Linked DNA regions of Mus musculus: regions 2, 3, 4, 5, 6 and 7 are each linked to region 1. Evidence: chromatin contacts called from public Hi-C and promoter capture Hi-C data. All regions are on one chromosome and are shown on one strand. Each heading gives the region's core, a stretch centred on a gene start, on an enhancer-like site or on the middle of the called end of the contact. The rest is flanking DNA. Distances are from core to core; before and after follow the strand shown. Region 1 holds the start of Setd4 (SET domain containing 4). Region 2 holds the start of Dnajc28 (DnaJ heat shock protein family (Hsp40) member C28). Region 3 overlaps Mrps6 (mitochondrial ribosomal protein S6). Region 4 holds the start of Rcan1 (regulator of calcineurin 1). Region 5 overlaps Itsn1 (intersectin 1 (SH3 domain protein 1A)). Region 6 overlaps Itsn1 (intersectin 1 (SH3 domain protein 1A)). Region 7 holds the start of Donson (downstream neighbor of SON).

What was found. Promoter capture Hi-C pulls out the DNA fragments that hold promoters and counts their contacts. Hi-C and Micro-C count contacts between places; a contact is called where the count stands out from the background.
Region 2: a contact with region 1 is called in a promoter capture Hi-C map of pre-B cells, with 5 times the contacts expected there. The contact joins the promoter of Dnajc28 here to the promoter of Setd4 in region 1. A contact is called at or near these places in 3 of 39 promoter capture datasets (the 3T3-L1 cell line, liver and pre-B cells).
Region 3: a contact with region 1 is called in a promoter capture Hi-C map of hippocampal neurons, with 4 times the contacts expected there. The contact joins the enhancer-like site here to the promoter of Setd4 in region 1. A contact is called at or near these places in 2 of 39 promoter capture datasets (embryonic stem cells and hippocampal neurons), 3 of 115 datasets of contacts at active chromatin or transcription factors (astrocytes, embryonic stem cells and forebrain) and 2 of 9 other capture datasets (embryonic stem cells and macrophages).
Region 4: a contact with region 1 is called in a promoter capture Hi-C map of embryonic stem cells, with 5 times the contacts expected there. The contact joins the promoter of Rcan1 here to the promoter of Setd4 in region 1. A contact is called at or near these places in 10 of 39 promoter capture datasets (the C10 cell line, the HPC-7 cell line, cranial neural crest and 7 more), 5 of 484 Hi-C or Micro-C datasets (CD4 T cells, bone marrow-derived macrophages, muscle stem cells and 1 more), 20 of 115 datasets of contacts at active chromatin or transcription factors (SST interneurons, Th17 cells, astrocytes and 13 more) and 4 of 9 other capture datasets (adipose tissue, embryonic stem cells, liver and 1 more).
Region 5: a promoter capture Hi-C map of liver shows a contact between it and region 1, with 4 times the contacts expected there. The contact joins the enhancer-like site here to the promoter of Setd4 in region 1. A contact is called at or near these places in 4 of 39 promoter capture datasets (embryonic stem cells, hippocampal neurons and liver) and 2 of 9 other capture datasets (adipose tissue and macrophages).
Region 6: a Hi-C map of liver shows a contact between it and region 1, with 4 times the contacts expected there. The contact joins the enhancer-like site here to the promoter of Setd4 in region 1. A contact is called at or near these places in 2 of 39 promoter capture datasets (hippocampal neurons and liver), 1 of 484 Hi-C or Micro-C datasets (liver), 1 of 115 datasets of contacts at active chromatin or transcription factors (embryonic forebrain) and 3 of 9 other capture datasets (adipose tissue, liver and macrophages).
Region 7: a promoter capture Hi-C map of hippocampal neurons shows a contact between it and region 1, with 4 times the contacts expected there. The contact joins the promoter of Donson here to the promoter of Setd4 in region 1. A contact is called at or near these places in 5 of 39 promoter capture datasets (the 3T3-L1 cell line, cranial neural crest, embryonic stem cells and 2 more), 1 of 115 datasets of contacts at active chromatin or transcription factors (astrocytes) and 1 of 9 other capture datasets (liver).

Annotation. Positions count from the first base shown.
Region 1 is chr16:93,601,969-93,605,097 of GRCm38.p6, forward strand. It overlaps Setd4 (SET domain containing 4), which reads right to left and starts at 1,847. Exons shown (of 12, transcript NM_145482.3): 1 at 1,598-1,847; 2 at 1,169-1,243.
Region 2 is chr16:91,617,584-91,620,536 of GRCm38.p6, forward strand. It overlaps Dnajc28 (DnaJ heat shock protein family (Hsp40) member C28), which reads right to left and starts at 1,416. Exons shown (of 2, transcript NM_138664.2): 1 at 1,175-1,416.
Region 3 is chr16:92,104,353-92,107,408 of GRCm38.p6, forward strand. All of the region lies in intron 2 of Mrps6 (mitochondrial ribosomal protein S6), which reads left to right. Among named protein-coding and RNA genes, the nearest start is that of Gm41496, 20 kb to the right of the region's middle. Within about 2 kb of position 1,614, at least 60 of the 459 cell types and tissues checked have an H3K27ac peak or open chromatin away from gene starts, as enhancers often do. A contact at or near this core is called in hippocampal neurons, where this site is marked.
Region 4 is chr16:92,464,794-92,467,602 of GRCm38.p6, forward strand. Rcan1 (regulator of calcineurin 1) reads right to left here and starts at 1,376. Exons shown (of 4, transcript NM_001081549.2): 1 at 1,040-1,376. The coding sequence starts at 1,285. It overlaps Gm46555 (a long non-coding RNA gene), which reads left to right. Exons shown (of 4, transcript XR_003951847.1): 4 at 1-1,041.
Region 5 is chr16:91,764,349-91,767,621 of GRCm38.p6, forward strand. The region is part of intron 1 of Itsn1 (intersectin 1 (SH3 domain protein 1A)); the gene reads left to right. Among named protein-coding and RNA genes, the nearest start is that of Itsn1, 37 kb to the left of the region's middle. Within about 2 kb of position 1,638, at least 32 of the 459 cell types and tissues checked have an H3K27ac peak or open chromatin away from gene starts, as enhancers often do. A contact at or near this core is called in embryonic stem cells and liver, where this site is marked.
Region 6 is chr16:91,793,693-91,796,716 of GRCm38.p6, forward strand. Itsn1 (intersectin 1 (SH3 domain protein 1A)) reads left to right here. Exons shown (of 39, transcript NM_010587.2): 5 at 1-75. Among named protein-coding and RNA genes, the nearest start is that of Itsn1, 66 kb to the left of the region's middle. Within about 2 kb of position 1,554, at least 30 of the 459 cell types and tissues checked have an H3K27ac peak or open chromatin away from gene starts, as enhancers often do. A contact at or near this core is called in liver, where this site is marked.
Region 7 is chr16:91,687,130-91,690,328 of GRCm38.p6, forward strand. Donson (downstream neighbor of SON) reads right to left here and starts at 1,599. Exons shown (of 10, transcript NM_021720.1): 1 at 1,278-1,599; 2 at 666-746. The coding sequence starts at 1,583. Cryzl1 (crystallin, zeta (quinone reductase)-like 1) reads right to left here. Exons shown (of 13, transcript NM_133679.2): 13 at 2,193-2,786. The coding sequence ends at 2,687. It overlaps Gm10785 (predicted gene 10785), which reads left to right and starts at 1,769. Exons shown (of 6, transcript NR_040389.1): 1 at 1,769-2,151.

The DNA.
Region 1 (3,129 bases), core at 597-3,096:
GAATTGAACTCAGGATCTCTGGAAGAGTAGTCAGTGTTTGTAAATGCTAAGCCATCTCTCCAGCCCCATGTTTTCATTCTTTAAGGAAAAAAAAAATCCTTTTCTTAAAAGCTTTGAACACCAAACCATTTTATCTAGTGCTCAATTGGGATCCCTGAAGTAACAAGTTCCACTTATGAGGGGAAGCCTCTAAAACAGTAGTTCTCAACCTGTGATTCACAACCCCTTTGGGGTCGTCTATTAGATATGCTTCATATTGGACATGTACACTATGATTCATAATGTAGCAAAAATACAGTTATGAAATAGCGGCAAAATTATTTTATGGCTGGGGTCACTATATCATCAGGAATTGTATTTAAGGATAGCAGCATCAGGAAGGTTGAGAACCACTGCTTTAAAAGGAGCAAACAAAACCATCAGGAGGCCCTACCGACTAAAATCTCACAGCTGATTTTCTAAACATATCCTCTGGTGACTTTCACAGCTCAATGCTAGTGAACATTTAGTATAGTGCTACGTAACTGTGCTGAAGAACACACAGGGACTGGAGACACAGCTCAGTGCACAGAAGAAAACGAAGGCAAAACATCTATGCACATAAAATAATAACTAATACAAAAAATACCCGGTCATTATGAAGCACCCATCAGTTCAAAAGTCTTAGAAAAAATAAATAAGCCCCACTCGGTGTAAAGTGGATTTTTAGCTCTAAAGGTCAGAATGATTAAAATGGGCATTCGCAGTAGACTAAAGAGAGCACAAGGCAGAGAGACCGGAAGACATAAAATGACTCCATTCCACATTAGCCTCTCAGAGGCCAAAAAGGAAAGATCCAGGAACAGACAAGAGTGTAGACCAACTGTAGAAACTAACAACAGAAACACAGGCAAGCGTCCTTGGAAGATACATGCTAACATTTAAAACCATACAAGAAATACTGAGTAACACTAAAGTTGAAGAAAATTCTAGTTTAAAAGATAGGGGCGGGGAGTGGGCAGCTGGAGAGATAGCTCCGGGGTTAAGAGCGCAAGGGGCTCCTGCAGATCAGGGTTCAGTTCCTAGCACCCGTATGTGTAACTCCACTGCCTGGGGATCCAATGTCCTCTTCTAGCCTCTCTATACACTGCAAGCGTGTGGTGCGTAGACATACCTGTAGGCAACTTACCTTTATACATAAGATAAACCCCTTTGGGTCCTGCCTCTGGGTAAAAAGAATGCCAGGACTCTGTAACAAAACGCCCTAGAGAACATTATATGAAAGCATTCTTTTTTTTTTTTTTTTTTTTTTTTGGTTTTTCGAGACAGGGTTTCTCTGTGTAGCCCTGGCTGTCCTGGAACTCACTCTGTAGACCAGGCTGGCCTTGAACTCAGAAATCTGCCTGCCTCTGCCTCCCAAGTGCTGGGATTAAAGGCGTGCGCCACCACGTCCAGCATTCTTAACAGCCTTTACTACTTCCATCCTACCCTGTACCGTACTAAAGTGACATCCATCTAACATGTGCCAAACCAGTGGAAATGATTTTAAAATCTACTCTAAAAATAAAGGAGGGCAGGAAAGGACCGCCCACCAAGCCGCCCAGGTAGTTTAATCTACCTCGGCAGCAAGACTTGCTTTACGAGTCAGTCTGGAGCCAGGCACCAGGTCCGTCCTGGAGCCCACGTGTGGTGCACAAGGACGCGCAGTTCCACCGCAGCCCTGCCCCCTGCTTGCCACCGGGGCCTCAGTGATGGCCACACGCCACAGCGCCGTCCTGGCTCGCAGTCCTGGACGGACCGGACATCAATCAATCCATGCCACCCGCACCAGCGAACCAACCCAGGCCCGCTGGCCGCACACCACGCCTGCGCAGTAGTCGCTCTGGTCCTGACTTCCGTTCCGGGAGAGGTTCCACACGCGCAGAGGAAATTGGGGTCTGGAGCTACACAGAACTCAAAAAAGCCAACGGAACCCCGCTCCCGTTGCCCAGGCAACGCCAGGCCCACCGGAAGTGCTCCTGCTTACCTTAGAAACCGCGGCGAAGCCGGGGTACGGACGCAGACCGCTCCACCAGCTACGGAGAAAGCGGCTGCGGTGCGGCGAGCCTACGCCTCTGGCACGCGCATGCGCAACTCCCAGGCCTCCACAGCTACGCCATAACGCGATGAGCATAGCTGCTGACCCATGCTCCAAATAGCCAACGGGAAGTCTTTCCTCACCGTGTCCTTTCTTCCTCCGACTTCCTGCCCCCTCCACCAGACTGGCTTACCTGATCCCCACCTTGCCCTGCCCTCCAGCTGCCAGGACCCAGGCGGTCCATTCTCCCAGACAGCCTGTCCCCCGCCTTTCCTCTTATCCACTATGAAGGCATTTCTGTCTTGTCCCAAGACTGTTACTGGAACTGTTAGGGTCAGAGTAAAAGTACGAATTAGGATTATGGGAAGAAATAAAAAGAGAGAGAGAGAGAGAATTTAGACGTCCTCAAACAGCGAGGAGCAAGCTTTACTCAAAGAAGTGGGTTTTCTAGTTCTAGCTCTGCATGTCGCGATCCAAGCACGGGACTTTGTCACATAAAGACCAGAGGTCAGGAAAAGGCACATTTCATGCTTTAAGCTGGAGTTTTTGTAGCTAAGGATGTGGAAGGGAGAAAGGGACAGAATGAGAAAGCTGGGTTCTGACACTACAGCGCCTGTTGTACGTTTTTGCAACCACTGCCACTGGGATAGATATCTGATGTGTTAGAATGTCAGGTCGCGTCTTAACAGCATACTAGGCCAAAACAGTTCCACGTGGAAGAGGTTTTATTGAGAGAGAGGGACGAGGTGGCGGCGGAAAGAGAAAAGAGGGAGTGACAGAGGGGGCGTTCTCCTTATTTATATGGAAAATGACGTAATGAAGGTAAAGGTGGGAGGTGAGCCAAGTGGATGCTGGGAATATGCTGCAGGTCGCGCTGTCGCCTATGTGATGTCATAGGTTTGGGAGGTCCTGATGCTAACAATATCAGCTACTTTTTATTTCTGCAATCTCTGAATCGCTACGTTTGAATTCAATTTCAGGGTCTTGATTGGGAGGGGGGGTCGCGGGGGGGGGGTGCGGTGTTTGTTCCAGATCCTTTATATGCAAAGGATAGGGGCGACTGTTTCTGTCTA
Region 2 (2,953 bases), core at 166-2,665, 2.0 Mb before region 1:
TGGCCCACTCAGGCATTGGACACACATGGTGCACAGCCATAGTGTAGGCAAAACACCATATGTATATAAAAAAGAAAGTCAGTTCTTTGTAACAATGTTGCTAAACAAGAATATATAAGTATCTATGACTTTTCTTGGTGCAGCTAGAAAATGACAGTGATGTTTGGCTATCACATAGTGTGACAGGAACTGAAGTCTACTGCTTGAAGACAGGGTTTCTCTCTGTGTAGCTCTGGTTGTTCTGGACTCACTTTGGAGACCAGGCTGGCTTCAAACATAGAGAGATCCACCTGCCCCTGCCTTCCATGTTCTGGGATTAAAGACATGCATACCTCCGCCCGGATCCAATGCACAGAATTTTAGATCTAGAAAGTTGTTAAAACTCATCTAACCTAATTTTCTCATTTTATAAGAAAACGGGTCCAGAAGGTTAAGCAACTCTTAAGGTTAACCAAAGAACTTACATTACCAGGTACTGCAAATGGTTAGGTTTGGGGCACAGTAAAGCTTAACTGCTTTTTGCTTGTTTGTTTTTGAGATAGGGTCTCTCTACATAGCCCTGGCTGTCCTGGGACTCATTATGTAGACCAGGCTGGACTTGAACTCACAGAGGTCAGCCTGCCTCTGTCTCCTGAGTGCTGGGACTAAAGGAGAGCATCCAAGCCCCACACTTGGCTTAGCTATACTCAGCAAATTACACATTTCCCTGAGCACAATTTGTGTTGTTGTTTTGTTTTGCATACAGTGTAGAATGGTCGTCACCATTTCCAAGTATCTAACTTGCTGCATATCAAACAGGGAACATACAGACCGGTACTCAGTGGGACACCAGATGGGACTGAGAATCAAGAATGCAAGCGACTTTAAGGTCTGCACCTCGCTATTTGCTAGGTGCCAGGGCAAGGAAGGGCGATAAAGGGTGAGAGAGCTTTTGCTGTATTTAAAAACGCATGGTCCTGTGGAAAAAGATACTGAACACTGACGAAAGGCAACGGAGTACTTACTGGAGGATTACTGATCCTTTGAATGTAAGGTGCGTTTTAGAAGTCATGGTAGCCCGATGTCACAATATAGGGGTCAGTGGATTTTAGAGTTGTCTGGGATGCCGGTGGTTATGCTCACCGTGGTGAGGGGTGCCTCAGAAGAGTGTCGGTCCGCTGCACCCCCTACTCACCTTCACAGACGTGATGGGGGTTCAGCGGCTCGAAGCTCAAGCTGCGCCTTTGCGCAGCACGCGTGGCCCGCTCCGTCCCTGTCTCGGCTACTGGACCCTCTGCCGCGCTACACTGCAGAGCCTTTCTTCATACCTTACTACGACAGGTAGTTTCCCTCACCAGGGACAGCGATCTCTTTCTTATAAAACCATCCCCCACGGAACAGAGGACAGACTCCCCTGGACGCTTGTTGTTGTGCCGGGGGCGATAGGCCCCGCCTCTACCCGCTTTCGAGGGCAGGGTTCGGCCGATTTGGATTGTGGGAAATGTAGTTCTCCGGCAGGTGCAGAGTAGAGGCATTAGGGCCTGGAGAGGAGTTATGGCTTGTGATAGATTTGTGACCCCAACGTGTATGTAATTTGAAGAGCACTGACCTCAGTAAATTGTTTTAAATGGAGGAAGATTAGGCCGTTTGCCTCTATGGGACACCTGCACCGTCAGTAGGCTTCTTTAAGCCTAGAAAGATGGTCTTTCCTTCAACCAAGTTTGGATTAAAGGTGTGCGCCACCACTGCCTGGCCCAGCCAAGTTTGTTTGGGTGGATGGCTCTTGTTTTTTGACACTGTCTCCCTTAGCCCAGGCTGGCCTCACACTCGCTATGTAGTAAAGAGGGATTTTGGGTTGCACATCCTCCATGCTTCCGTTTTCCAGGTGCTGGGATTACACAGTAAAATTGCTACTTGTTTATGGAATGTTGGGGATATAAAACCAAGGGCTTATGCATGCAAGGCAAGTTCTGTCAGGGCTCTGCGTATTGTACGATACCTCACCCCATTGAGCACCGCACATAGCCAGGGGTTGGAAAAGAAGGGAAAAATGTGTCTTTGGTTTTATTTTATTCTTTATTATTTTATTTTTATTAATTATTATTATTTGGTTTTTTTGAGACAGGGTTTCTCTGTGTAGCCCTGGCTGTCCTGGAACTCACTCTGTAGACCAGGCTGGCCTTGAACTCAGAAATCCACCTGCTTCTGCCTCCCAAGTGCTGGGATTCCCTGCCTCTTGTCTCTTGAATGGTTAAAGACATGTCACCGCACTCCATCCTAAAGATACAGTTTTAAAAAAATTAGCGGCACACTTTTAATCCCAGCATATAAAGGCAGAGTCAGGTGGATCTCTGTGAGTTTGAGGCCAGTCTAGTCTGAAACTCTGTAGACCAGGCTGGCCTTGAACCCACTTGCCTCTGCCTCCCAAGCGCTGAGATGAAAGGTGCGTGCCACATCTGGCTTTGAAAATCTTATTACACCGGTTATGTTTTGTATGTGTAGTTTCGTGTTTTGTATGCTGTGGTCTCTACTGGTGGAGTTGGTTGTCTGCTTCTGTCGTGTGGATCCTGGTGGTCAAGCTTGAATGAAGGTAGAGTCTTTACAGGTTGGGCTATCTCAATCTTGAATAACTAATGTGTATATAGTAGCCGCTCACACTCAATGTGTCTAAATAGTATTCTGTTGTGACCATCATGAGAGCCAAGCATTGTGGGAGTTTGGCTGTGCTGCCTGAAAAGTGTTAGCCCATCGCCCGGGCTTGCTGACTCAGCACAACCTTCATCTGGGTCCACTGCTCCCACCTGTTGTATGCAAATCTGCCTTAACTGCCAGTGGCTGGCGGAGGGGCTTGGGTATATAGGCCAGGGAAGGCAATTCAGGAGGCTGGCTAAGCTCTGTAAGGAAGCCTAGTGATGTCTGCCCAGAGTGAGCTTTGGCAGAATGGCCCTGGGTTTGGGACCCAGGGAGAACGGAG
Region 3 (3,056 bases), core at 364-2,863, 1.5 Mb before region 1:
GCCCCAGCTCTCCTTGCTTGGAGGCAGTGAGCACCTCACTTCCACCTTTGTGGTGTTGGTGTGTAGCTCAGCAGAGAAGGGAGAAGTTTGGGGACAGCTCCGAATAGTTAGAACCACATGCAGAAAGCAGAGCTTTAAATGGAAACACTGCTGGGCACTGTGTTCAAGGCCGCCATAGGACTGCTTACCCACCTGGCTGCCTGCTGTGTTCTGTTCTCTCTGTGTACAGCATGTGCTTAAAAGGCTGGTTGTGTACTGATTAGACTTTTAGATTATCACACTGATTTTTTTTTTCCCAAAATGATCTGTCCACTTATTGGTTCGGTTAATGGTTAAAATAAAAATGGGAAATGGAAACTGATTGGAGTGCTTTGCTGTCACTCTTTGATTGGGATGTCCTCTTTCAGGCCTGTCGGGCAGTTGCAGGGGAGTCACAGTTGTAAGTGGTTCTGCCATGAGTGAGAAACTCACAGTGACAGGATGGAGATGAGAGAGGTCCACACACCAATACCCTCCGCACTTTGCTTCTGCCTAAGTCGCTGTGCTCAGTAGTTGTTCCATTGCGGGGCTGCAGTCCTAAAAGTGAGTGAGGTACATTCCCAATCCCCTGGACACCCTGGTCTCTCTTTAGCCTTATTCATGTCTCCTTCTCTGGATCTGCAGCCTATGGAGCCTGCAGGAGGTTGTAGGGCGCTGATAGCAGAACTGCCTTCTTGGCACAGGTCTCAGCTTTATGCCTTCATAGGCTGTCAGGAGAAAGACAGTGTGCTGCCTTCTGAAACTCTCCATCATCCAAGGGTGTAGGAGGCACAGTTGTAACTGGGGGCTGGGATGGTGTCTCTCAGTGCTCTGTTGTCTGGGCCCACAGCTGAGTGTGGATGGTAGTAGCCTGGAAGGATCTTATGGAAGTTGTAGAAGCCTGGACTAATAGCACCAAACTTTGGTGATTTTTAAAATGTCAGCTGGCCAAAGGACTGTTCTAAGAGGCTGTCGCCTGTGCATCTGGTTGCTTCAGCCTTCTGAGGTTTGTCTGCAATGCACACTTGCCTAAGCTTATTTAGATAAGTAGTTAAGAAAGAAAAGGATACTGTGGAAGCAACCAGGAACCTTGCAGCTGTTTTTTTGTGTGTAAGAAGCCATGGATAGACTGGGCCACTCAAACACACAGGTTGAGTATGCCTGGACCTCAAGGAGTAGAAAGAGGAGATGGTGGTGATGGTTTGGCTTTCAAGGAGAGGTGGATGCAGTGTATCTATCTGCCCATCTCTGAGCTACTTTCCCCTTCTCTGTTGGGTGTTTCCTTTTCATGGAAATTTCCATGGTGTAATGAGGAGCCTGGGGAGTAGAAACAGTCTTTGCCCACATCAGCCCCAGGCACAGATCAGCAAAGTGATAAGCTTGAAATGGTAGTCACATGCTGAGGTTGTGGGCACAAACCCGCTTGCAGTTTGGCCAGAGCTCTTGTTTGGGTTTGGTTGCCAATGGCCTGGAAGACTGGTGGAAGTAAGTTAAAGGGTAAAGGTCACAGGGTTGGTAGCAATGGAGACACCTAGAGGCGGAGAAGCAGCTGATTCTGGAAAGCTCCAAGCCTGCGGTTTTCCTTGAGAAGCCTCCAGAGTGCCAGTACTGTGTAGCAAGGGAGGAGCTGCAGTCTAGGGCCCTGGCTTCCCTCCACAGGACACTGTGGGAAAGTAGACCAGTTAGTTCCCTTTCTGGTTGCCATTTCCTCAAGTGAAAGGGATTGGGCTATACCTTCCTACCTATCGGTTACAGCCTATAATTCTGTAAGTCTTTTGGTCCCAAAGTTGTCAGCAGCTTCATGTGTGTGGGAGTGGAAAGGCCTGATCTGTGTGACCCTCACTGCAGGGCACGCACGCGCACACACATGGCAGCGGGGTGAGTTAAGGAGGCCATAGAAGCCTCCTGAGTCTCTGTGCTTGTTGACATTGAATTGTGATGTTGAGAGAGACTAGAAAAGGATGCCGGGCAAGAACGACACTCAGCTTCATGGCCCCTTCTTCATTTCCTCAGCTGACACACAAGGTTCCAACTGCCCTCCTTGAAGACATGAAGACATTTTGGAAATTAAAATGCATTAAGACTCGTCTTTTCAAGGTCTGCACTGGGAGGTTTCTGGAACCTCTGCTCTGCGCTTCCATCCCGGGCGTTCCTTTTGCTCTTACGGCAGAATGCTACTGAAAGCTTTGTGTGTGCGTTTGGATGGGTTGGTACGCAGTGACCAGGAAGACGGCAGCCTGGAAGGCGGCTAAGGCGGCTCTTGGCATCTGTAAGCTCGCTTTTCCTTACACCGTCAAAATCTTTCTGCCCATAGGTGTGCTTGAGGGATCCGTGAGGCAGTTGGGTGGAAGTGGAAGAAAGCACTGCCTACTGTTTACTGTAGTGAAAACCGAGGCTGGCTCAGAACTGGTGTTTAAATAAGTTGACTCTGGACTGTAGGAAGGGTAGAACTTAGCACTTACAGAGGGAGGCTTGGGGCACCACAGGGCTGGCAGTAGTGCTGACGCATTCCGGGCTAGGATGCCGGAACTGAATCTGTCCCTCCTTGTCCCCTGCCAGCGCAGGGCTGTGCATGGACAGAAGCAGGAGACAGTAAGCAAAGTATAGATGAATAAATCAATAAATAAATCAATAAGGCCTCTTAGAGAGTATGGTGTGGTTTGGAAGAATATTTTGGTAAATACCCAGTAAAAGAATGAATGGACAATAGGAAGGAAAAAAATGCTGGGGACTGTGTTGGATTAAAGCACTCCACCCACCACCAAGTAGCCAGAGTGAAATAAATGAGTAAAAGATACTGGCCATTAGCATGGAGGAGGTGGTTTAAGACAGTTCCCACGGAACATTCTAGACTCTGCTTCCTAACCTGCTTAAGGTAAGTAATCACGATTTAGGGTTGAACAAGTGAACAATTCATAAATTGGGTGGTTACAACCCTTTAGTTTGTGTGTATGTGTTGGGTCAAAATAAATGGAATTAAGCCTTGGAGAGAGAGTGTGGGGAGGTTGTTGTGTAGCGCCCATAGCCATCACAAGGCG
Region 4 (2,809 bases), core at 126-2,625, 1.1 Mb before region 1:
GGTCGCTGCCAAGAGAGACACCACTGTGTCTTGGTTATTTATAATTTATACGGCCATTTACTTTCAGAGAGGATTTACAATGGCTATGCACACGCTTCAGGACATCCTGTGTAGAGAGAGCAACAATTGTCACAGCTCGGGGCTTTTCTCATCGCTCTCTGCCGGTTGAGCTCTCGCCAGCACTTCAAACCTCTTTTAGGGATCTCAGGCTCTCTTTTTCTGTCTGAAGCAAGATCAGTTCAGAGTGAGACTGCATTTGTCTGGGTGCCTAGTATCCTGGAACAGCATTGTCTAAGGCTCTGCCCACTTGGCCAGTCACTCATTTCCACATTTATTAAGATTCTGTTGTGAGGCTGTTCTGGGATCGGAAGATACAGCAGAGAATCAAATTGCATTTTTGCCTTTAGGGCAAGTGCTCGATGAATTATCACCTGAAGTGGCCAAGGGAACTGTTCATGGTCCGTTGGGGTTTAGCCCCTGCCCTGCATTTACTGTCAAAGGAAGGGTGCAGCTCATTCATTGGGAGGACGGAGAAAACAGACGTGACTCACCGTTCATAAATAGACTACGCTCTGCGTTCTCAATCTGCACTATTGGAAGAAAAGCCAGTGTTTGGGTGAGGATCCTGGCTGCTCATTATCTTGCGGTTGATTGGCCAGTTTTGGTTGAATGCGGTTGGGGGGAAAGTCTTTCCTAAGCCTTTAGGATATTTAGTTCACCCTTAAAGGAGCGACATGCCACCATCAGGGTCACTGAGTACATTAGGAATTGTTCCTTCCTCGCCCAAATCCACACAAATTTGACACCCTGGGAAGGAGATGGGGCAGGTCTGAGTAACCAATCATGGTACTTGGGAGGAGGAATTGATTTCTGATCTTCAATGATCCCGTAGAACACGACCTGGACTATGTAGGCTGTGCAAAAGAAAGCTCGTCTCCAGTGTCTGAGACCCCTGGAGCAGGGCTTCGGCCCGTCCCCGCCCCGGCCGCGCCCCGCAACAAGTGTCCGCCCTCCGCCCCGACGGAGGCCCGGTCCTCACCCGGCACAGGCCGTCCACGAACACGCGCGGGTCCAGGTGGCAGGCGATGGTGGCGCTCGGCAGGTCCTGCAGATCCACCTCCTCCATCTCGCAGTCGATGAAGCTCCAGTCGCCGCCGCCGCCCCCGTCCCCCTCGGCAGCCGCAGAGAAGGGCGCGAAGGGCCGCAGAGTCACCCTACGGGGCGCCCGTGCCTCGACCGCCTCCGCCACCTCTCCGAGCCGCGGCCCGGCCACGCCGTCCTCCATGCCCGGCGCGCGCTCCCTTAGCTCCGCTCCACTCGGCGCCGCGGCCGCCGGCTCCCGCTTCACCCTCTGGGGGTCACCGCGGCGCCGGGACGCCGCCTTCCAGTGCCCGCCCTGTCCGCCTCCGCCCCGCGCGGGAGGGGCGGCCAGCCTGCGCTCGCCGGCCTCGAATCGTAGCTCTCGCGGAGCCCAAGAACGTTCCCTTTAAGGTCGGCCCACTCGGGCCATCAAGTCCCGCCCTTCCTATAGAGCAGACCAATAATACGACGGGATTTTTGTCACGTGACACCCACTCTGCCGCCCTAAGCCTGAAGCCTTGGGGCGGCCATATTTGTTAGGGGCAGAGGCCTCTGGCCAGTTCTGCTTTTCTGACAGCTGGCGGTGCCTGTTGAAGGACACAAGCCGGGTGTTAGCCTGTGGAACGGTAACCCGGAGGCAGAGCTTCTGCGGTTCCCACGCGGCGACGTTTGGAAACACGCAGCCAATTTTAAGGACTTAAACTAAATCTAGTTAGAGGCTCTGTTCCGTAGACGTTAGCAGTGCTTAGATACTTAGTGCATATTGTCGCGGAATCACAAATAAGACTTGAGTAACATCGTGATATGGCCTTATGTTTATAGTTCAACGTGTTAGTCATTATGTTACTGTCCAATTTTTGGATAATTAGAAGCATTTTTTAGCACAAAATGAGTGGGTTTCAATAATTATTTTCATACATATATCGTGTATTTTGTGTATACACAGATAACACTGTATTTTGTCTCCCATCGCCCTCCCTCGTGCCTTTTCTCCAATTCTGCTGGCTGCCTCTCTTTCCTCTAAAAACTTCCCTTTCTGCTTTAGTATCTCAAGAAAAAGAAAAAAAGCTATGTGTATCAATTACTTTCCTGTTACTGTGATAAAATACCACGACCAAACAATTTATAAAAGAGTTTCTTAGTGTTCCATATAGCGTCCCAGAGGGATAAGTGTCCATTGTGGTGGCTAAGTAATAGGTATGGCAGCCGGAGGCAAGATGCTGAGAGATCAAATCTCAGCCACAACCATGAAGCAGGGACATGGAACTAGAAACAAACTAGATAGGTGAACTGTTTCTACTACCAAAGCCTGCCCCCGGTGGCTCACTTCCTCCAGGAAAGCCAAACTCCCTAGACCTCCCCACACAGTACTACCAACTGGGGACCAGTGTTCAAATGGCAGACTTCCCAGGAGACATTTCTCATTCAAATCCTTGTAGCAGGAGGGCAATGGGTCTCAACCTGTGGCTCTTGACCCCCTTGGAGGTCCAAGAACCGTCACGGGTTTTGCGTATAGATCTCCCACATATCAGACATTTAGACAACAATTGAACAGTAGCAAAACTGTAGTTATGATGCAGAACAACAAAATAATTTTCTGGTTGGGGGGGTCACCACAATATGAGGGGCTGTATTAAAGGGTCGCAGCATTAGGAAGATTGAGAACCATCGAAGTAGGAGATGAGGGAAGACATTGGGCCTTGGTTTGGTGGGGGGCGGTTCATTACAG
Region 5 (3,273 bases), core at 388-2,887, 1.8 Mb before region 1:
ATGAACACATTTTTCTTGGAGTGTTTCTGTGAACACTATGCTTTTTTTTCTTTTCCCATATATTTTTGCTGTTGCCCATGGGCAGTGTCTGTATAATTATGCAGTGTGTGTCTATAGAACTTTGAAGCTGCCACCTTCCCAGAGCCAGCTTTTTGTTTGTTTGTTTGACATTTTCATATATTTTTATAATGAAGTTTAGTCATTTTGACTTCCACTCCTCCCCGCCCCCACAGGAACCCTTTTCAACAGTCCTTCTCCTCCGACCCTGGCTTCTTTTGTGAGTTTCTTAGTCACTCTCTTTGGTGTGGGAGAAGCTTACTTAGTGGACCGCAGACATCTTGTCAGTGACTACAGCACTAGCCACACATGGCTCTGGCCCTTGAAAATGTAAATCTGCCCGAGGATCTTGTTCAGTCTGAGTGGCCTCCTCACCACCGAGACTCATGGGAGGTCTGTCTCCACGATGTCAGCACCTTTGGGTGCTTTAATCCCCCCTCTATGTAGAAAGCGGCTTGGCTGGTGCCCTTTCTTCACTGCTGCCTGTCTCTCTGCTCGGACCTTGCTGCTCCGTGAAGCACTGGGAGGCCAGCGTGTCTCTTGACCTGAGCATGACCGTTCTTTGGATCTTTATGCTCATCGTGATAATCTTCATGTGGTGAGCACAGTAATCGATTAAAGCTGAGATCTGTCAGTTTGAGGGTTTTTGTTACAATTGCAGGGTGATAATTTAACAACAGAAGCTGACATTTGGAGCTTTTTACTCTGCATAAAGTAGGGGTCCAGGTGTTTTACTTCTGTTAAAACTCATAGTTAGCTGGGTGTACTTGTACACGCCTTTACTCCCAGCAAGCACTCCAGAGGCAGAGGCAGGCGGATCTCAGTGACTTCCGGGCCAGTCTTCTTCACATAGTGAGCTCCGGAGCTAAACGGAGACCCTGACTCCAACAGACAAAAGCCTCTCACTCAGTTACCATTGTTAAAGAAAAATTATTCTGAAGTTTGTTACAATGGAAGGAGAGGCTTTATTCTCGAGACTATTGAAAGGAGAAAGAGAAAGCAGCCTCTGCTCCAAATTCAGTGAGGACAGGTGGAAATTTATAGCTGTGTGCGGAGTAAGTAGGGTGAGAGAATTACTAAGAGAAGACACTGAGGGTAGGAAAGATGATTCCTTCAGAACTTACTGTACCAGTCTGCTTGGGCATAGACTGGACACCTTAAGCAGCAGAGGGCGGTAGGCGTAGTTGCGAGGAAGGCTTGCTTAAAGAGAGAGGCCTGGCTAGCCGGGCGTGGTGGCGCACACCTTTAATCCCAGCACTTTGGGAGGCAGAGGCAGGCAGATTTCTGAGTTCGAGGCCAGCCTGGTCTACAAAGTGAGTTCCAGGACAGCCAGGGCTACACAGAGAAACCCTGTCTCGGAAAACAAACAAACAAACAAACAAAGGCCTGGCTAAAGTTTGGTCAGAAGAGACTTTGTCAGGACTAGGAACCCCTGGGTTCAGAACCACTTGTGTTTAATTCTTGTAGCTCCTGCAGTTTATAGATCAATATGTGAAGCTTAGAGAACAGGAGCTGGGACACTCGGTCACTGGTAATGTTAAGCTGCTGCCGCTGTCACCTGCCCTTGCTGTCATCCTAACTGTTGTGAAATGGAGCGGTCGGTGTGTGCCACTGAGGACAGCTCCGGCTGTTGCCAGCACCGGTGCCATTGCAAAGGTGCGCTTTCCCCTGCGGCATGCACTTAAGTGCGAGCCACTTGGCTGAAACGGAGCACAGATGGCGCATCTGCACCGGTCGGGGTCCGGTTCTGTTCCCTTTAAATAGTCATCAGAAGAACTTTTGTTTTGCGAGATTTCTGTGTGTTGCCTCTTATAGTAGTCAAAGGAAGGAAATGAAAAATGGGATTTCAGATGTTCTCAATAGAAAGCTTAATTGTAACCATTAATCTGTTTTCATGAAAAATTGTTTAACTATGGGTGAATTATCAAGTAAGCCCTATGAATCAGCTGTTTGTTAGATGGTGCTTGGTGCCTGTTTTTAAGTGATTTCACTTGATTTTCTGAGAGGAATAAAAGGGAGTGGTTTTGTACCTTTGGTTCCCTGGAGTTTCTGTAGTGTATTAGAAGACGCTAGCTTGTGGGCAGGGCCTGCTCTCCCACCCCTGGGAGGCTGTGCTAGGATCTCAAGTCTAAGCCCATAGAGAGATCTTATCTCCCCTCTTCTGCTGCAGGGGTGGTGGCTTATGGCAGGACTTCCCTAGGATGCCTTCTTTGACTGACAAGGAGTCTTACTGGCTGAGCATTGTGGCACTCACCTTTAATCTCTGAAAACCAAAATAAATAAAAAGAACCCTGCATTCTTTCATCCCCCCCACACACTTATGTTCTTTATGCGAGGCGTGGGGCTGTGGGGCTTTACCTGCCACACCTGATTGACACTGATTGAAATCCGGGCACACAGGGCTAACAGTGTGCCCCACCTCGCTGCCCTGCGCTCCCAGCCCCTCTCTGCTGTAGGTTAGTCTTGTGCTGCTGCTTCTCCTTTTTAGCCAGGATGGATCCCCCCAGTGGGCCTTAGGGAGGTCTTAGGCAGCTTAGGAGTCCACAGGGCTCTCTTGGTTTATGTAGTGACATGGAAGCAGAAACAGTCATTATTCAAGCTTTGGATTGTTAATGGATATTTATAACCTACCCAACTTCTCTTAGTTTTGCTTTTTTTCTGTGTTTTCTAAAACTATGCACCACGTAAAAATTTGCTCTTGGTGAGCACTTTTTGATTATGTGGCGGACGTAACCTATTCTATGATGTTGAACGTATAACCAGACTCTTGCCTGCCCTTACTCTTTCTGTGTTTGAGACAGGGTTTTCTTGCGTAACCCCTGAACCCTCAGTTCTGCCTTTATATGCCAAGTGCTGAGTTACTGGTGTGTGCCTCTGTGCTGACTTCAAGAGCTGGCAATGGTTCTGTGGTAACGGAGCCAGCTGTCATGCGCGATGACCTGAATTCAGTCCTTGGCACCTATCAGGTAGAAGGAGAGAACTGACTGGTGCACTCTGCCCCCCACATATGTGCTGAAGCCCGTGCACACGTGTGTGCGCACAGGCACAAATAATAAAGAAATGCTTTTGGTTTGTAATGACACCATGGCGACTGTCAATTGACATCATTTAGCTTTGGGTTTTTTTTAGGCAGATTAATGGGTGATGAATCATTGGTGCAGTGACTTTCTACTTTTGCTTCGGAGCTGTCAGATTGCTTTCCTTAGCAGCTGGCAT
Region 6 (3,024 bases), core at 304-2,803, 1.8 Mb before region 1:
GATATCAGCTCCCCTCCACACTTCCCCCTGTCATGAAACAGCAACCAGTGGCTATTTCCAGTGCACCAGCATTTGGTAAGTGCTTGGTTCCTATATTTTGTTGTTTTAAAACTAGGTATTTTCCCTTTTCTTTCCTCAGAAATAGTGACGTTTTCGGCTAGTGTTGCTAAATATTGGCAGCCTTCAGAAAGATAGCGCTGTCTCCCATGAAGCCAAGGGAAAAGGTCAGCGGGTGGAAGGAGAGCATTCCATCCGTGTTCAAGGACACGCTCGCACTCGGCTGCTGCAGCTCTGTCTCCTGACTTCACAGTGCTTCAGTTCTCAGAGTCTGTGTTTCTCATTGTGTATGAATAGTTCCTTTGCATTGTGATAACTCAGCCTTTTTTTTTTTTTTTTGAGATTATAACATTTCCCCCTTCCCTTTTCTCCTTCTTCTCTCATATACCTCTCCTTGCTCTCTTTGAAAATCATGGCTTCTTTTTTCATTAATTGTTAGTGCATGTATGTGTGTTCCTAAGTATGTAAATACAACCTGCTCAATCTGTATAATGTTATTTACATGTATGTTTTCAGGGCTAACCACTGGGTTACCAGATAACTCTTCCCTGGGGAAGCTGATTTCTCCCACTTCTGAATTCCTTAGTTGCCATAGTTATTTAGGATCGAGGGCTCCGCCGTCCTCCCTTACAGTTTGCATTGTTGTTGTTGTCCTTGCTTGGCTCATGTTTAGGCAGTCCTGTTGGTGAGACTGCATGGGTGTAGCTCTGACATTTCCAGGAGGCACAATCTCACAGAAACTCCCTGACCCTCTGACTCATACAGTCTTTCCGCCTCCCCCTCCACAACGGTCCTGGAGTTGCCCGTAATGGACAGAACTCTACAGGAGATGGCTGTCTTAGGACTAGACTCCACAACTCTGCATTTGATTGCATGAAGTGTGTAATCGTCTTCCTCTGTTGCAGAGAGAAGTTGCCTTGATGAGGGTGAGGACTACACTTACCTATGGGTTTAAGGACAAACATTTAGACTGTTTAATTTAGATTTTAATAAGAGGCCGTTATGGCTTCTCCTCCGAGATCCGTGACGTTACTAGCTTTGGGTAGTTGGCTAGGTTTCCAGTACCAGCCATGACTTTCCTCCAGTTTCGTGACTCTTAAATCCAGCCAGAGAGCTGTTGGTTCCCACCCATGTCTGTGCCACTTCTGTGTCCTTAGTGGTTATTGTGCCAGTTCCTGTCACGGTTGTGGCTTGTGAGTGCTATAGTTGAGCAGGACCGTTGGCTGTTTTCCTTCTTTGGAAGCTTGCACAGTGGCACCTGAAGGTTCACAAACCTCATTGTAGTGCTAGTCAAGTTTCCAAGTGCCTATGAGGAACATTATAAACTCAAGTCATAGCACTATATGCCTTTCTTTTAGGGACCGTTGGCCACAAGGCTGGTTTTCTAAGGGGAAGGCATGAACTTGGGAAGATTGTTAGGTTAGTAGGACAAGGGTCTATGAGAGGACACACAAAGCTATGCATGAGCAAAGTCTAGGAGGAGCACAAGCAAACAGTGTAGCAATGGCACAGGTGACCTAGCCTGAAGCTGGCCAGCCTGTGCAGGGGGACTTTGCACTGGATACTGGAACGTACTTGCAGCTAATTGTTCAAGAACTATGGGTTAAAGCATGTTTGGTTTGTTTTCTTTCTTTCTTTCTTTCTTTCTTTCTTTCTTTCTTTCTTTCTTTCTTCCTTCCTTCCTTCCTTCCTTCCTTCCTTCCTTTCTTTCTTTCTTTCTTTCTTTCTTTCTTTCTTTCTTCCTTTCTTTTTTTTTTTTGTTTGTTTTTGGAGACAGGGTTTCTCTGTGTAGCCCTGGCTGTCCTGGAACTCACTCTGTAGACCAGGCTGGCCTCCAACTCAGAAATCTGCCTGCCTCTGCCTCCCAAGTGCTGGGATCAAAGGTGTGCGCCACCACGCCCGGCTGCATGTTTGGTTTTCTTTTGGACTCCTCCAAAAGGGGACTGCAAAGTGGAAAAAGGATCCATTTTTTAATAGAGATGTCCCGATTCTTCTTTTCCCCTAACCCTGGGTGCAGTTCTTTCTTTGACAATGAATTTGCTTTCTCTTTTTCTGCTCGGTGACTTTCAGTTTCGTCAACATTGCTGTTCTTTTGAGGCCCTTCTGGACCCTCAGCTTAGTGTTTCACAGGTGTCTGTATCTCTTGCACTGCTACCTCGAAACCCTGGCTGCCAGCCTGAGCCATACACCAGCCACCACTCTGCCGTAGGCTCCTTCCTGCGACTTCTCACCTTATTCTTACCCTGAGTCAAATTACTCGAAGACCCAGTGTTTTCTGCTGTTTGTAGGACCACTCCCAGCGCAGTGGGTAATGGATGGTGATGTTAGCGAGCTCATAGTAGCCTTGAATGCGTTGTCTTAGGGAGGACTACAACAGTCTCGTCACAGTCTGAATAAGTGCAGCTGGTTTTGGTGTCAGGAAGGTGTACACTGTGTTAGGGAGGAAGTGTGGTAAAGGCACGTGGACTCCGAGATTTGAGTCTCCGTGTGCTGTGGTCTGGTGGTTTCAATAGAAATGCCCCCATAGATAGGTGGGCTTCCATGCTTGGGCATAGGGAGCAGCACTATTAGGAGGTGTGGCCTTGTTGGAAGAAGTGTGTCATTATGAGGCAGGCATTAAGGTCTTATATGCTCAAGCTACACTTAGTCACCTGCTGCCTTCCAATCAAGATTTAGAACTCTCAGCTCCTTCTCTAGCACAGTGTCTGTCACGCTTCTCACTATGTTGATAATGGATGAAATCTCTGAACCTCTCAGCCAGTCCTAGTTGGGTGTTTTCCTTTATAAGTGTTGGCATGGTCACGGTGTCTGTTCACAGCACTGGCAACCCTGACTAAGACTCGTGCCATTGAAAGCTGTACTAAAAGGGAAGGCACTACCAGTGAAAATTGAGCATGGATGGGAACACTGGGGTCCTAGAGTGAGCGAGCACGGCTGGAGTTGTTCCTGAGAGGTGAGGCAAGAACA
Region 7 (3,199 bases), core at 349-2,848, 1.9 Mb before region 1:
CTTGGGCACTCTCAGCCTGTTCCCAGTGGGGAAAAATGCATCTACCTGTAACTATGAGCAAGGGAGGGCAGACTGTTTCTCAACTTGTGGGAAGTGTTGAGCTTGATCCCCAGCACAAAGCAGGCTTTGGCCACCAGAGCCCATGTCTAGTATCAAAACACCTGTATAGAAATAATCACTCTCAAGTTTCTCTTTTCTTCTCAGAGAAGGTTCTCATGTGTCCCAGGCTGGCCTCAACTGTCTCTGCATCTGAGGATGCTATCAAAGGCCTGGCAATCCCTCCTTCACTCCAGTGAGACAGCTCTAAGTGTACAGCATCATGTCCCATGTAATTCATGGAATTCCTGGGGATCCAGCCCTGAGGTCTTTGAACATTAGGCAAGCATTTTACAAACTGAGGTTCAGTCCCAGACTTTGAATTCATTCCTGGAACTCATTTTTTCAAGAGAAAAGCTTTTGAGAAGTATGTTTATTAGAATATACATTATATTCAGCCCTTTGAAAGTATTTCCTAGAGTGAGCCATTGAGATGGCTCAGAAGGTAGAGGCACTTGCTTCTGGCCTGCCTGACAACCTGAGTCCAATCCTTCTACTCACACAGTGGAGGGACTGGCCTCTACACACACAATTGTGGCACAAACTAGAAATGTAATTTTTAAAAGTACCTGGGACAGTTCCGTGCCAGTTCTTTCATGAGATGATGTGTCCTCCCACAGCAAGTTATTTTCTTCATTAGAATCTAGAAGCTGAGGTTAAGAAAAGAGTGGTCCTTTTAAAACCTAAGCGATGAGGGAATGTGAACTATGTAAGGGCTCACCTGGCACACCAGGTTCTCAGGAGAGTGAGTGGGAGCTCACATCCATACAGTACCATGTTTCATTGCAGATTTGTGCCTGAACTTATCTAAACGGGAGGAAAGGCCAGACTTTGACGCATTTAATAACTGATACAAAAATCTTAGACCAAAAGTTCCAAAAAAGCTTTATGAGTAAAACCAACATTTGTAAATTCTGACCCGATTTATCTTCAACAGTCCACAGTAATTTCAAGTGCCTGAGAAAAAGGTCTTGAAAGGATGGTGAGAAGGCAGATTCTGTGGCTTTCCATCACAGTTCGGAGGACTATTCGAGCCACCTTCCTGGGTATCCATCCCTAAGTCCTTCTTACAGGAGAGGGCAGCCACCCCCTCCCCCGCCCCAGCTCAGGACATCAGCCTGCGGCGGCTGTTCGCGCCCATTCCCACCCCTGACGCCCGGCTGCGGGACGCGGAGACTCACCGGGCCCGACGCCCCCTGAGGACCGCGGAGCGGCTCTTCGCTGGCCTCGTCCGAGACTCGCGGCCGGTTGTCCAGGCGAGCGAAAGGGTTCCTGCGGGCGATGGTCGCGGCGGCGCCTCCTCTGCCGCCGGCGGTCGGGAAGGGGCGCAAGGGCAGCCCAGCCGCCAGCGCGGCGCGGCGGGGCGCGGGCTCCGGCAGTGAGGCGGGCACGGCGGCACCATGGTCCCGAGACCTTTTCCGGCGGAGCCGCACGGTCTCAGGCGGCCTCTTGAAGCTAGGCGAGTAGCCGGGCACCGAGACAGCCATTGCGCAGCACCGAGGCAGCTCCGCAGCCCTGCCGGGGCTTCCCGCGCGCCCCGGCCCCGCCCAGACCCCGCGCTGCTCACGGACTGGAGGCTCCTGAGGCCCCGCCCCGCCACGGGCCCGCCCCGACGGAGCATGCGTGCCAGGCCGTGCCGCCCCGCCCAACAGATTTCCCGGTGGCCGCTTCCGGCCGGGCGCGCGCAGCTCGCGGCTCTCCTGCTGCGAGGTCGGCGTCGCTGAGAACGCGACGGCGGCGCGCGGCACCCGGTAGGGCTCGGAAAAGGGATTAACAGTACCAACTCGGCAGCGGGCGTAGTGTCAGCCCCGGGTACGGAGCATGAATGCACAGCAAACAACACATTGATTGGTGGTGATGGGCAGTTACTTCTCTCCGTGAGAAGCCGCAATATCATTCTGAGAGAGACGGTGATGGGCCGAGCTCAACACAGTACCCACGAGGGGGAAATGTCCGCCAGCTTCAGGCTAGCCGCAGGCCAACTCTTCCACCCTTGTCCCCAGTGCCCGACCACCGCAGCCCTCTATGCAAATGCCGTCACTACTACAGGACCAGGTACTATGATTCCGTATGATCTCGGAGAAATTCAGAGTGAATGAATATTTAAAAACATTTTAAATGCCAGTGGATTAGATACTTTGAAGTCGGAAAGTACAAATGCTAAAATAATGGCATCAACGGTTTGTTAAGGAAGGTGTTGAGAATGAAGTTGATAACAAAATCAAATGACGTTTGGTATAGCAAAAGCATGTGACAGATGTATTTGCTAGAATAGTGTAGCTTTTGCTGAAAGCAGTTTTCTTAATGGAAAGAATTTTATAGCAGAGGCAAAGTGTACAGATACAATAACTAAAAGAAGCTTTTGGAATGTCCCCTTCAGATGGTAAAAAAATTATCTGGATTGTTTGCACATTAATTTTGGAAGTATTTTTCAAATATGTCAAATAACCAAACATCTTACTGTGGCAGGAAAACAGGCTTAAAAATATAAAATCTTGCTTTATCGTCCTTGGTTTTTCTCAACAATTTCCAAAGAAAACTGGCTTCCCCCACTGGTGTGGGTGCATCCGACTGAGATCAGGGAAGAGAATTAAAATTGAACGACTTGCTTTTTTCTTTCTTGATTTTTCTGAACAACTTCCATGGAAACCTTTGCCTCATACAGTGGGATGGGCTCATCGAGCAGAGGCCTGAGGAGGGAAATGATTCGAGATGTCAGGCACAGGCACAGAGGAGCACAGCACGCAGGATGCAGTAGACCACACATTTGCTTATTTTCCTTTATCTAACACAAGCAGCTCGAGCCTTTAATCCCAGCACTGGCGAGGCAGAGGCAGGTGAACCTCTGCAAGTTGCTGGTCAGCCAGCCTGAGCTAGATAGCTATCTTAAAAAGAAAAATCCAAACAGAAATTACAAATGCATTCATTAATATTTCTGTGGCTTAAAGAAGTAGTAATTTCCCCCCTTTTCTTTCTTTTTTAAAACTGGGTTTGTCTTGTTAGCTAGCCCAGTATGGCCTCAGACTCATGACTCTTAGCCTTCCAAGTGCCTTGAATACAGCTGTGTGCCACAACACTGGGCTAAAAGTGTTTAGGTTTTGAA